Regions from separate parts of the Sus scrofa genome. Here region 1 is linked to region 2. A link is a contact called in public Hi-C data. All regions are on one chromosome and are shown on one strand. The core of a region is the stretch at or near the end of the contact, and the rest is flanking DNA. Distances in the headings are between cores, read along the strand shown. Region 1 holds the start of YPEL1 (protein yippee-like 1). Region 2 holds the start of TOP3B (DNA topoisomerase 3-beta-1).

What was found. Hi-C and Micro-C count contacts between places; a contact is called where the count stands out from the background.
Region 1: a contact with region 2 is called in a Hi-C map of liver, with 2.7 times the contacts expected there. The contact joins the promoter of YPEL1 here to the promoter of TOP3B in region 2. A contact is called at or near these places in 7 of 47 Hi-C or Micro-C datasets (blood, brain, embryonic fibroblasts and 3 more) and 1 of 2 datasets of contacts at active chromatin or transcription factors (alveolar macrophages).

Annotation. Positions count from the first base shown.
Region 1 is chr14:50,186,492-50,192,375 of Sscrofa11.1, forward strand. YPEL1 (protein yippee-like 1) reads left to right here and starts at 4,150. Exons shown (of 5, transcript XM_003132989.4): 1 at 4,150-4,327.
Region 2 is chr14:50,018,691-50,023,991 of Sscrofa11.1, forward strand. It overlaps TOP3B (DNA topoisomerase 3-beta-1), which reads left to right and starts at 1,722. Exons shown (of 19, transcript XM_021072739.1): 1 at 1,722-1,823; 2 at 3,915-4,028; 3 at 5,298-5,301.

The sequences.
Region 1 (5,884 bases), core at 2,900-5,399, 170 kb after region 2:
ATCCTCCAAGAACTACAGTCGGTTCTGACCCAGATTCCTATGGAGTCTCTGTTTGCCCTGGGACCCAGTGCACAGGAAACCTGGGTGCACCTTTCAAGAATGGGGTCTCCATTTCCCCCAGTCCCATGGAGCTCCTGTGCACAAGCCCCACTGGCCTTCGATGCCAAATGGTCTGGGGGCTCCTTCTCCCAATGCCAGATCCCCAGGCGTGGGCACCTGACGTGGGGCTCAGAACTCTCAGTCTTGTAGGTGAGTCTCTGTGATACAGCTACTTTCCAGTCTCTGGGCTGCCCATCCAGTGGGTATGGGGTTGCTTATATCATGTAATCGCCCCTCCTACCATGTTGATGTGGCCTTCTCTTTGTCTTCTGGGGTAGGATATCTTTTTTGATAATTTGCAGTCTATCTGGTTGACGGTTGTTCAGCAGTGGGTTGTAATTTTGTTGCTTTTATGAGAGAAGGTGAGCTGCAGTCCTTCTACTCCTCCATCTTAATCTGGTCTCCCCTGTAACCACATCTTAATCCATTCATTTGCTGATGGGCATTTAGATTGTTTCCGTATCTTGGCTATTGGGAATTCTGCTGCAGTGAACATAGGGGTGCATGAATCTTTTTCAATAAAAGCTTTGTCCAGAATGTATGTCCAAGAGAGGGACTGCTGGCTCATGTTGTAGTTCTATGTTTAGTTTTCTGAGGGGCCTCCATACTGTCTTCTATTGTAGTTGTACCAATTTGCATTCCTAACAGGGTAGGAGGGTTCCCTTTTCTCCACATCCTCTTCGGCATTTGTTATGTGTAGACTTACTATTGATGGCCATACTGACTGGTGTGAGGTGGTACCTCATTGTAGTTATGATTTGCATTTCTTTAATAATTAGTGATGCCAAGCATTTTTTCATGTGTCTAAGGAACTCCTGATTTAATTTATTCTTTGACTAAAGTTTTTCTACAGACCAAAGGCAAGTGGAGGACATGGAAGGGGGTCTGTTCTGTGAAGTTCCAGAGGGTCCTGCTTGGTTACAATGCTGGTGTGATGGAGTCCCAAAGAAAACTCTGCCCCAGGCCCCATGAGCTTCCTCGCCGGCAACGCTCATATTGGTGCCAGGAGAAGAGGCCTCATGAGTCCACAGGGAGAGGACAGCCGGGCCTCCATGCTCATGAGCTTGTTCCAGGGGCTGAATTTAATCCCATACCCTTTCTCTGTTGTAACTTAAACAGCAAGTGTAACCACTTTCTATGAGTCCTTCTAGGAGATGGTCAGACCTGAGGTCATCCTCGAGACCCCAAGCCTGCAGTTGGTGTCAGAAGCGAGGGTGATGCCCTGGGACTGGTCCCTCTGGACATCTAGCTGGTTAAAGGCTCACAAGGATGGAAGCAGGAAGTCAGGAGAGCTGAGGATGATCCAGGTCACACAACCATGGGACCCCACTATCCATTCCCCAAATTCTTCCTCATCCTAAACAGAAACTTCATACCCATAAAATGTATTTTTTTCTATGGCTGCACCTGTGGCATATTGTAGTTCCCGGACCAGAGATTGAATCTGAGCTGCAACTGCGACCTGTACCACAGCTTTGGCAATGCCAGATCCTTTTAACACACAGCAGGAACTCCAGTAAAATGCTTTTTTTTTTTTTTTTTTTTTTTTTTTGGTCTTTTCTAGGGCCTCTCCCACGGCATATGGAGGTTCCCAGGCTAGGGGTCAAATCGGAGCTGTAGCCGCTGGCCTACGCCAGAGCCACTGCAATGTGGGATCCAAGCCGCATCTGCAACCTACACCACAGGTCATGGCAACACTGGATCCTTAACCCACTGAGTAAAGCCAGGGATCAAACCTGCAACCTCATGGTTTCTAGTTGGATTCGTAACCACTGTGCCACAACAGGAACATCCAATGTTTTGTTTTAACTGTAGTCATAGTTAAAAATATTTGAAAGGGGAGTTCCTGTTGTGGCTCAGCAGGTTAAGAACCTGACTAGTATCCATGAGGATGTGGGTTGATCTCTGGCCTTGCTCAGTGTGTTAAGGTTCCGGTGTTGTCGTGAGCTGTGGTGTACGTCCCAGACATGACTCTGATCCTACTTTGCTGTGGCTGTGCTATAGGTTGGCAGCTGCAGCTCCAATTCGATCCCTAGCCTGGGAACTTCCATATGCTGCAGGTGTGGCCCTAAAAAGAAGAAAAATAAAGGAAAAAATATTTGGAAGGCACTGGTCAGTGGTCAGAGAGGTCAGTGTGCATCAGAGTCACACAGAGGACAAGATCCTTGCAAAAAAGGGCCAATGAGCTGACAGGCCAGGGCACTGGCGGAGTCCTCCAAGATTCGGGTATATACCTCAGTCACTTTGATTCTAAGGGAGAACTGTGTCTCCAAGAAGGAAGGTAGGAACCATAATGCAAAGAATAACGGCAAATTGGGAGTTCCCTGATGGCTCAGTAGGTTAAAGATCTGGCACTGTCACTGCTGTGGCTCTGATCACTGCAGTGGTGCCATTTCAATCCCTGGCCAGGGAACTTCTGCACATCTTGGGAAAAAAAATATCTGCAAAAACAGAAAAAAGCAGGATACAAAATTATATAAACTATGGCTCACATCAAAACGAGGATTTCTTTTTTCAAGAAAGGAGTGGCTGAGAAAATATATTTGCAATGGAAAACCAACTAAATGTTAAGGAGTTCCTGTCGTGGTGCAGCGGAAAGGAATCCGACTAGGAACCATGAGGTTGTGGGTTCCATCCCTGGCCTCGCTCAGTGGGTTAATGATCTGGCATTGCTGTGGTGGTGTAGGCCGGCAGCTGTAGCTCTGATTAGACCCCTTGCCTGGGAACCTTCATATGCCGTGGGTGCTGCCCTTAAAAAAAAAAAAGAAAGAAAAGAAAAAAGAGTTCTTGTCGTGGCACAGTGGTTAACGAATCCAACTAGGAACCATGAGGTTGCGGATTCGATTCCTGGCCTTGCTCAGTGGGTGAAGGATCCGGCGTTGCGGTGAGCTCTGGTGTAGGTCGCAGACGCAGCTCGGATCCCGCGTTGCTGTGGCTGTGGCTGTGGCCGGCAGCTACAGCTCCAATTGGACCCCTAGCCTGGGATCCTCCATATGCCGCGGGAAGCGGTCCTAGAAAAGGCAAAAAAAAAAAAAAAAAAAAAAAAAATCAACTAAAAGTTAATATTTAAAACAATCTAAGGAATTCTGAAATTCAGAAGAAAAAAGAAACTCAGTTGGAAATTGAAGGAGACCTGAAAGGCTTAATAGTTAATGAAGAGATGCTGACACTCCTTTGAGGAACCAGCTTCAAGACCCTGTGCGGCGGGCTTGTGGAAACATAGCCGCTCTCTAACAGTGAATCAGAGCTCACCCAAGCCACCGAGAGCCGTGCAGATACATTGTATCCTAAAAAGGAAAGAAGCTTCAAGGGTGCTACCATGTAAAAAATGGTATCTACACTGTGACCTCGACGGTGCGCGATGGTGGTGCTGACGACGTGATTTAAACACCAATCTAGGGAGAAAGGCTTTGGGACCCACACGAAGACCGCCAGGGAGGCCTGGGGGACGGAGTGCGGTTAAGGGGCAGACGGAGCTGCCGGGCCAAGGGCTTCCCGTCAGGCCAGGTGCGCAATCCGAGGCGCTCAAGTCCAGCGGCTCCGAGCGAACTAGAGGGGGTCTGGGCAGGCGACGCGGAGGACTCGCTCCGGGATGGGGTGGCCAAGGGGTCCGGCCAGGAAGCCCCACTCGCGCCCCAGGTTCCCAGTCCTCTCGGCCAACGCACGAATGTCGGGAAAAGCGGGTGACCGGGGCCTTTCCGGGGTGCGAAGTCCCCACCGCCCGAGACCCGTGCAGGCGGATCGCCCAACCCAAGGCAATCCGCGCCGGCGCGCTGAGCTCCTCATTGAGCCCGCCCCACCAGGCCCCACCCCGCGCCCCTCGACCCTCACAGGCTGGGTCCGAGGACGCGCTCCGCCGGCAGGCCAATGGGAGCGCGGCGCGCCCCGGCGCACGTGCGCCCCGCCCCGCCCTGCAGAGGGCTAGCGGGCCGAGCTACAGGAGGAGGCGCGCCGGGGCGGGGCCGGGGCTGGGCTGCGGCGGGGCCGGGCGCTGATTGGCCGGTGCCGCGCTCCGAGGCCGTTAACGGCGGCGCGGCGGGGCCGCAGCTCCAAAACAAAGGGCAGGCGGCCCGCGGGCGGCGGCGGCGGGGATGTCTCGCGCGCGGCCCAGGCGCCAACCGCCGCAGCGCGTCCCGGGCCGCGCCGGGCCCTCCGGAGAGCCGCGCCCGCGCTGAGCGAGGCCGTGCCGATGGGCGCTGCGGGCCGGGGCGCGGACCGGCGGGCGGCCGTGAGTAGGGCGGGCCGGGGGTGCTCACCGGGCGTCGTTGGGCTGGTTGGAGGGCGGCGGGACCGGGAGCGTCTCCCCCGTTCTCTCTCCCCCTGACCCGGAGAAGGGATGGAAGGAGCTCCGCGCCCGATGGTAATAGGCTTTTCCCTCTAGAAAAAGGTCTCGACTGGGGAGGGAAATGAGGACAAAAGAGGCCTCCCGGCGAGTTCATGGCAAAGGGGGCGTTTCGAGTTCCCCACGTGAAGGTCGAGGCCGAAGTGAAACGCTCGCCTTCGTCCACCACTTGTGGCACCACCAGGGCTCTGTGGGTGCGAAGCTTGCACAGCCTAAGCTCCCCAAAACCGTGGTCCCTCCCCCGGGCCTGCCTCCTGCGGGCGCTGGAGCTCTAGGGAGGGAAGATGGGACGATGCCTCAGAGGAATCAGTGTCCCCGCCCCCGAGCTTTTTCTGTTCGGTTGCATTTTTTCTTCCTTTCTCGCCGCGAAACACACCCCTCAACCTGTTGTTTCCTTTACCAGGAATGGTACTCTTTCTACCTTCCAGTCCCTCTTTCTGCTAAACTACCTGAGCTTACCTCCTCTGGGGATCAGTTTCAGGTGTGTCACCTGCGCACGCTCCAGCCTCCCCCCTGCTCTAGGAGATGTGGCAGGAGTCTGCTCCATCCCCGTGTGGAGTTTTGTAATCCTTCCCTGCTTCCCCAAGCCCTGGCCGTGGGCTTTGGTCTGAGGGGTGCTAATTCTGAGCCTTTGGGCACCCCCTACCCACCGCCCTCCCCTTGCATCCCACGGAGCTAGAGTTATTCCACGGTGGGAACCCCTCATCCAGGACCTGGGGAATCCATGTCTTACCGCAGCTGTAGCACAGGGCCTGGCCTGATTGGGCAAATGATCTTAATTACCAATCTGATTAATAGTCTCTGATTTTTTATTTATTGGAGTATAGTTGACTTACTGTATTGCTATATTAGTTTCAGGTGTACAGTAAAGTGAATCAGATATTTAAATTTATTTTAGTCTTTTTTTAGGGCCACACCCCTGGCATATGGAGGTTCCCAGGCTAGGGGTCCAATCGGATCTGTAGCCGCCAGCCTATACCACAGCCACAGCGACGCGGGATTGGAGCGGCTTCTGACACCTACACTACAGCTCAAGGCAACGCCGGATCCTCAACTCACTGAGCAAGGCCAGGGGTCAAACCCATGTCCTCATGAATGATAGGTTCATTAACTGCTGAGCCACAAAGGGAACTCAGATATATCAATTTAGATATTCATTCTTTGTCCCCATAGTTTTTCTGACTTTAAATATTGGTTTTGTTTGTTTTTTTATTTCTTGGGCCGCTCCCGCGGCATGCGGAGGTGAGGTTCCCAGGCTAGGGGTCGAATCGGAGCTATAGCTGCTGGCCTACGCCAGAGCCACAGCAACGCAGGATCCGAGCCAAGTCTATAACCTACACCACAGGTCACGGCAACGCCGGATCCTTAACCCACTGAGCAAGGGCAGGGATCGAACCCGCAACCTCATGGTTCCTAGTCGGATTCGTTAACCACTGAGCCACG
Region 2 (5,301 bases), core at 472-2,971:
CCCTGCTGCCTAGTTTTGAATCCAGCTCTGCCATTTACACCTGTGTGACCTGTTTCCGTATATGTGATATCAAGATAATGATATTATCTAGTCTCTAGAGTTGTAATGAGAATCAAATGCCTTGAAAATAGAGAAGGGCCCAGGAGTTCCCATCATGGCTCAGTGGAAACAAATCTGACTAGTATCCATGAGGACGTGGGTTCGATCCCTGGTCTCGCTCAATGGCTTAAGGATCCGGCATTGCTGTGAGCTGTGGTGTAGATTTCAGACACAGCGTTGCTATGGCTGTGGCTGTGGCTGGCATCTATAACTCCAATTTGACCCCTACCCTGGGAAACTCCATATGTCACAGGTGCAGCCCTAGAAAGACAAAAAAAAGAAAAGAAAAGAAAAAAAAAAAAAAAAAAACAGAGAAGGGCCCAGCACAAAGTAAGCACAGGGTGATGTTAACTATTAACAGTATCAGGAAAACCAAGGCCCAGCCTGTGTCCAACCAGAAAGAAAGGAGACCCAGGAGCTCAGCCATCACACCCACCACCCCAGCACCTCAGTGAGGGGGGCCTAAGGACTTTTCTCAACCTGACTCATTTGTCCATGTAAGGGGCCCCAGGGTGGCCAGACCGCTGCTCCCCAGGAGGCAAGTGGGGAGGACTCAGCTGCAGAGTGTACAGGCCAACTGCACTTTCTCAGCTTGATGGAGACCCCTGCGTTTCTGGAGCCGACCACTCAGAGCCCCTCCTCTTGTCCAGCCCTCAGGTCCCTCCTCTTGCTCTGCAGAATGAACCCCTGAGCTGGATTAAGTGACAGAGGAGCTCTGGTTTTGCCTCTCTGGCAGCTAATGACACCCGGGACTCGACCTTAGCACTGGCCACCTTCAGTGGGGGCTGCATGGAGACAGACTACAAGGCAGTGATGTGGGGGCCAGGAGGGAGATGGCTCAGGATGGTGGCAGCCAAGGCAAGGAGGCTGGATTGGATCTCAAGTATATTTTGAAGACGGTGATGGATAAGGAGTGTGAGAAAGAGGAATCCGGAATGCCTGCAGCTTGAGCCACCAGGAGGATGGGATTGCCATTTTGGAGATGGAGAACCTGCCAAGGAGGGGGTTTGCAATCAGCAGTTCTGTTTTGAGAGTGAGATCTCATGGTGACAGAATTTTGGGCATTTCCCAATCTTAATTTGGCCATAGAACTTTCCTTTTTCCAGGGCATCTGTCAGGGCTGGTTTCAATAAAGGCAAATTGGGGGAGATGTCTAGGGGAGCAAAGGAAGTGTGTGCACTCTATTATGTAAAATATGTAAAAATAAAGCCATAAAAATTACTTTAAATCTTCCATAATCTTATAGTTCTAACACGAAAGAGACGATTATATTCCAATTCGTTTTCCAGATATGTTTTACATAGATCATTCATTCATTCCACAGATGTTTATAGCATTGAAAGAAGCCTGCTATACACACATCTGTAGTTTTTAGTTTTTAATTATGAACAACATATATGTTTTCACGCTTATCCAGTTTTCATCTTTGTAGATAATTGTCATTATTGCCTCCCCGCGGCCAGGAAGAATGGGGCGGAGGGTTTGGGAACCCCTTGCGGACCGCAGCAGGGCGAAACCAGGGCGGGGTTTGGGAACCCCTGCGGACCCGGAATGCTAGGCTAGAGCCGACTGGAGGATGTGCCCCGGAACGCTTGCGCCTCGGAACCCGCAGACACCGGCGTGCGGCGCCGGAGGGCACGTGGGGGACGACGTCCGCGGCCGGACCCGGAAGCAGGTCGCCGAAGGCCGCGGGGAGGGAGAGGCGGAGCGGGATCCGCGACGCGGTGAGCGGCGGACGGCGGGTGGCGGGCGGCTCGGGAGCGGGTCCAGGCCGGGCTCCGGTTCTCGGCGCCTCCTCCCGCTGGGCGGGGCTGGGAGCGCCCAGAGGGAGCTGGCGCTGCCCCTGAAGCCTCTGTGGACCGAGCCGTCGGTGGGGCCGCGCCGCGGGCGACAGACTCGGGGTTCGCGGTCCAGGCTCCGCTGCTGCCCCCGGCCCAGCTCGGTCTGGAGGGAGCCGGGGCGTGTTTCTCCACGGGGAGTGGTTGGTGCAGAAGAAGGAAGGAGGGAGGGAGAGCACTTTTGTGAACAAATTCGCTGGAATCCAGGCAGTACTTTCTCACAAAGGCCTCATTTTACCTCTTTTGTCCCTCAGCCTTAGAACAGGTCATGGAGTTCCCGTCGTGGCGCAGTGGTTAGCGAATCCGACTAGGAACCATGAGGATGAGGGTTCAATCCCTGGCCTCACTCAGTGGGTTAAGGATTCCGCGTTGCTGTGACTGTGGCCTAGGCCTGTGGCTACAGCTCCGATTAGACCCCTAGTCTGGGAACCTCCATATGCCACGGGTTGGCCCAAAAAAGACAAAAAAAAAGAACAGGTCATGAAAATTCAGCCCAGCCTGGGCTCGGTGGCCAGCGAGTTCTGGGGTCCCTAGAGCCCTGACAAAGGTCACCTGACACTAGTCTGAATTGTTTTCAACCTCCCAGTCTACCCAGTTTCAAAAATTACAACGTAGGCCTTGTAGCATTGCTGGCAAGATAAAATACAGTTGTGTTTTCAGCTATAGCATGGCTGCAGAGGAGGAGCTTAAAGGGTGGTTTGTCCTCCTGACTCCATAGGTGTTTGATAAAGTGACTAAGGCGGGAAACCCTAGGGCTCTAAGTGATAAACAGACCACTGCTAGGCCTCCATTCCCAGGCTAGATCCACTTGTGTGATCCACCTGTGTGTAAGTCACTGGTGGTAAAGGACTTTATCTACAGTGCTTCCAAAAGACACATACCATTGTCTTGTGAGTGGCCAGGGTTATAACAAGTTAACCTCTACTTCCTTTGATTTTCAGCCCTCTAATTATAGCCTTAATTTGGGGTGTTTGCTGTTAATATCCTCTTAGCACTCGCTAATCTCCTTTTATGCAATAGAGGACAAACTTCAGGCTCAGAGCTTTGGCAGGCAACAAAATTGAACTTGAGTTCCTGTTGTGGCTCAGTGGTAACAAACCCAACTAGTATCCATGAGGACTCGGGTTCAATCCCTGACCTCAGCTCAGTGAATTAAGGATCCAGCATTGCTTTGAGCTGCAGTGTAGGTTGTAAACACAACTTGGATCCCTTGTTGCTGTGGCTGTGGCACAGGCCGGTAGCTCTTGCTCTGATTTGAGCCCTTGCCTGGGAACCTACATATGCCTCAAGTGTGGCCCTAAAAAGACGAAAAAACAAAAATGAAATTAAACACGATAGGCCATGTAGGTTACTGGAAAGAATCTAGTTCTGGTTATTGACTACAGGCTTTAAGCTCCTAAGAGGCTATAGAATTTCCCTTTTGTATATATTCAAGCTTTTTCTTAAAGGCAGAACCTTAAGTTAATAATAATATCAGTAAAGCAAAGATGTTAAGATGGTATATAAATGAAATTTTGCAAACCACTGTTTTCAGCTTCTGTTCTCATTGGCTTCCATTTTGAAATTGGAGATATGTCTTCATGGAAAAATAGGGAGGCCTCAAGATTATCAGAGAACATTTGTTGAGAGTGCAGAAATCTTTTTAAGAGGTAGAGCTTGGTGCAGTTGGGGGGCGGGGGGAAAGTACCTGGCTAGAAGTAGAGCAGCATGCATTTCTGCCCCAAACTTTGGAAAATTGCTTCCTCTGAGTCTTAGTTTGCTCCTCTTTAAGATGGTTGTACCTGATCTAAGCCTCACTGGTGACCTACGCCACAGCTTGCAGCAATGCCAGATCCTTAACACACTGAGTGAGGCCAGGGATCCAACCTGCACCCTCACGGACACTATGTCAGGGTCTTAACCTGCTGAGCCACAACGGGAACTCCCCAGTTTTTAAATTTTAAACATGATAAAGTATTTTCATTATTCATTTTGCAGGTAGAATCACTCTTTTATATCTTCAGCGATCATCCATTCAGTAGTATTTGCTCACCATCTACTCCTTGCCATTGGAGTAACACCCCTGTTCTCCTGGAGTTTACTTTTAGAGTGGTAAGTGCTGCAGGGATGCAAGGCATCTCCCCCCGGGGTGCTCTCAGAGGCCAGACAGGTGAGGGCCACAAACTTGAACTCTCGACTGTGCAGTTCCCACTGCGGAGCAGCACAACACGGCCCCCACCCAAGGACCCTGGCAGAACAATTATACCACAATTACTGGCTACACTTGTGATATTACTGCGAGAAAAACTGAGGGGACATCATAGGATAAATCCTTCCTCCTACTCTGGAAGGGATGGGAAACTTGGAAGCCCTCACAGAGCAATCTCCATTTGCCACCACTTTCCACTTCTGGCCTCTGGTGTCTCTGGGCTGGGGAAGGGGAGTCTCTGGATGGTCCTGGGCCTCTGACACTTCCCATAGCAGAACAGAGGCTGGATAAGAACAGCTTTGGTTGTTCATTCATTCAGCAGACATTCAGTGAGTGCTGGTGCATAGATCACAAACCACACACCATCCATGGGGGGGATGCAGCAGCAGTGGTTTTTAGGGAGAGGGCAGGGAGTCAGAGGAAGTAGACCAAGGTGGAAGCAGGAACGACCATGACTCTGGAGGGAGGAGGAGATGTCTGGGATGATGGGAGTGGACACAGATCAGGGCCCTGGGTGATGCCGACAAGTGGGCTGATTGTCAGGTAGGCGAGCCCCTCTGCAGATGGTCTGGCTGTCATTTGAGGCATCTCAACTCTTTTCTCTGAGGTGATTGTGCATGCGTGTGTGTGTGTGTGTGTGTGTGTGTGTGTGTGTCTATCTATTTATTTATTTATTATTTGGCTGTGGCTTGATGTGGGCTGTCAGTTCCCAGACCATGCAGGGATTGAACCCAGGCTTCAGCAGTGGAAGCACTGAATCCTAACCACTAGACCACCAGGGAACTCCCGAGTTTTCTGTTTCTTGCCTCATGTGTTTTTTTGTTTTTTTGTTTTTCTTTCTTTTTAGGGCCACACTTGTGGCATATGGAGGTTCCCAGGCTAGAGGTCTAATTGGAGCTGTTGCCACCGGCCTATACCAGAGCCACAGCAACACAGAATCTGAGCCGCCTCTGTGACCTACACTACGGCTCACAGCAATGCCGGATCCTTAACCCACTGAGCCAGGACAGGGATCGAATCCACAACCTCATGGTTCCTAGTTAGATTCGTTTCCAAAGCGCCACGACGGGAACTCCCTTGCCTCATGTTTGTTTTGTTGTTCAGAATGAATTTGCCTATTAGTGGTGGAAGTTCCAGTTTCAAGTGCTGTTTTCTGCATATTTTCTCTTTAGGAGT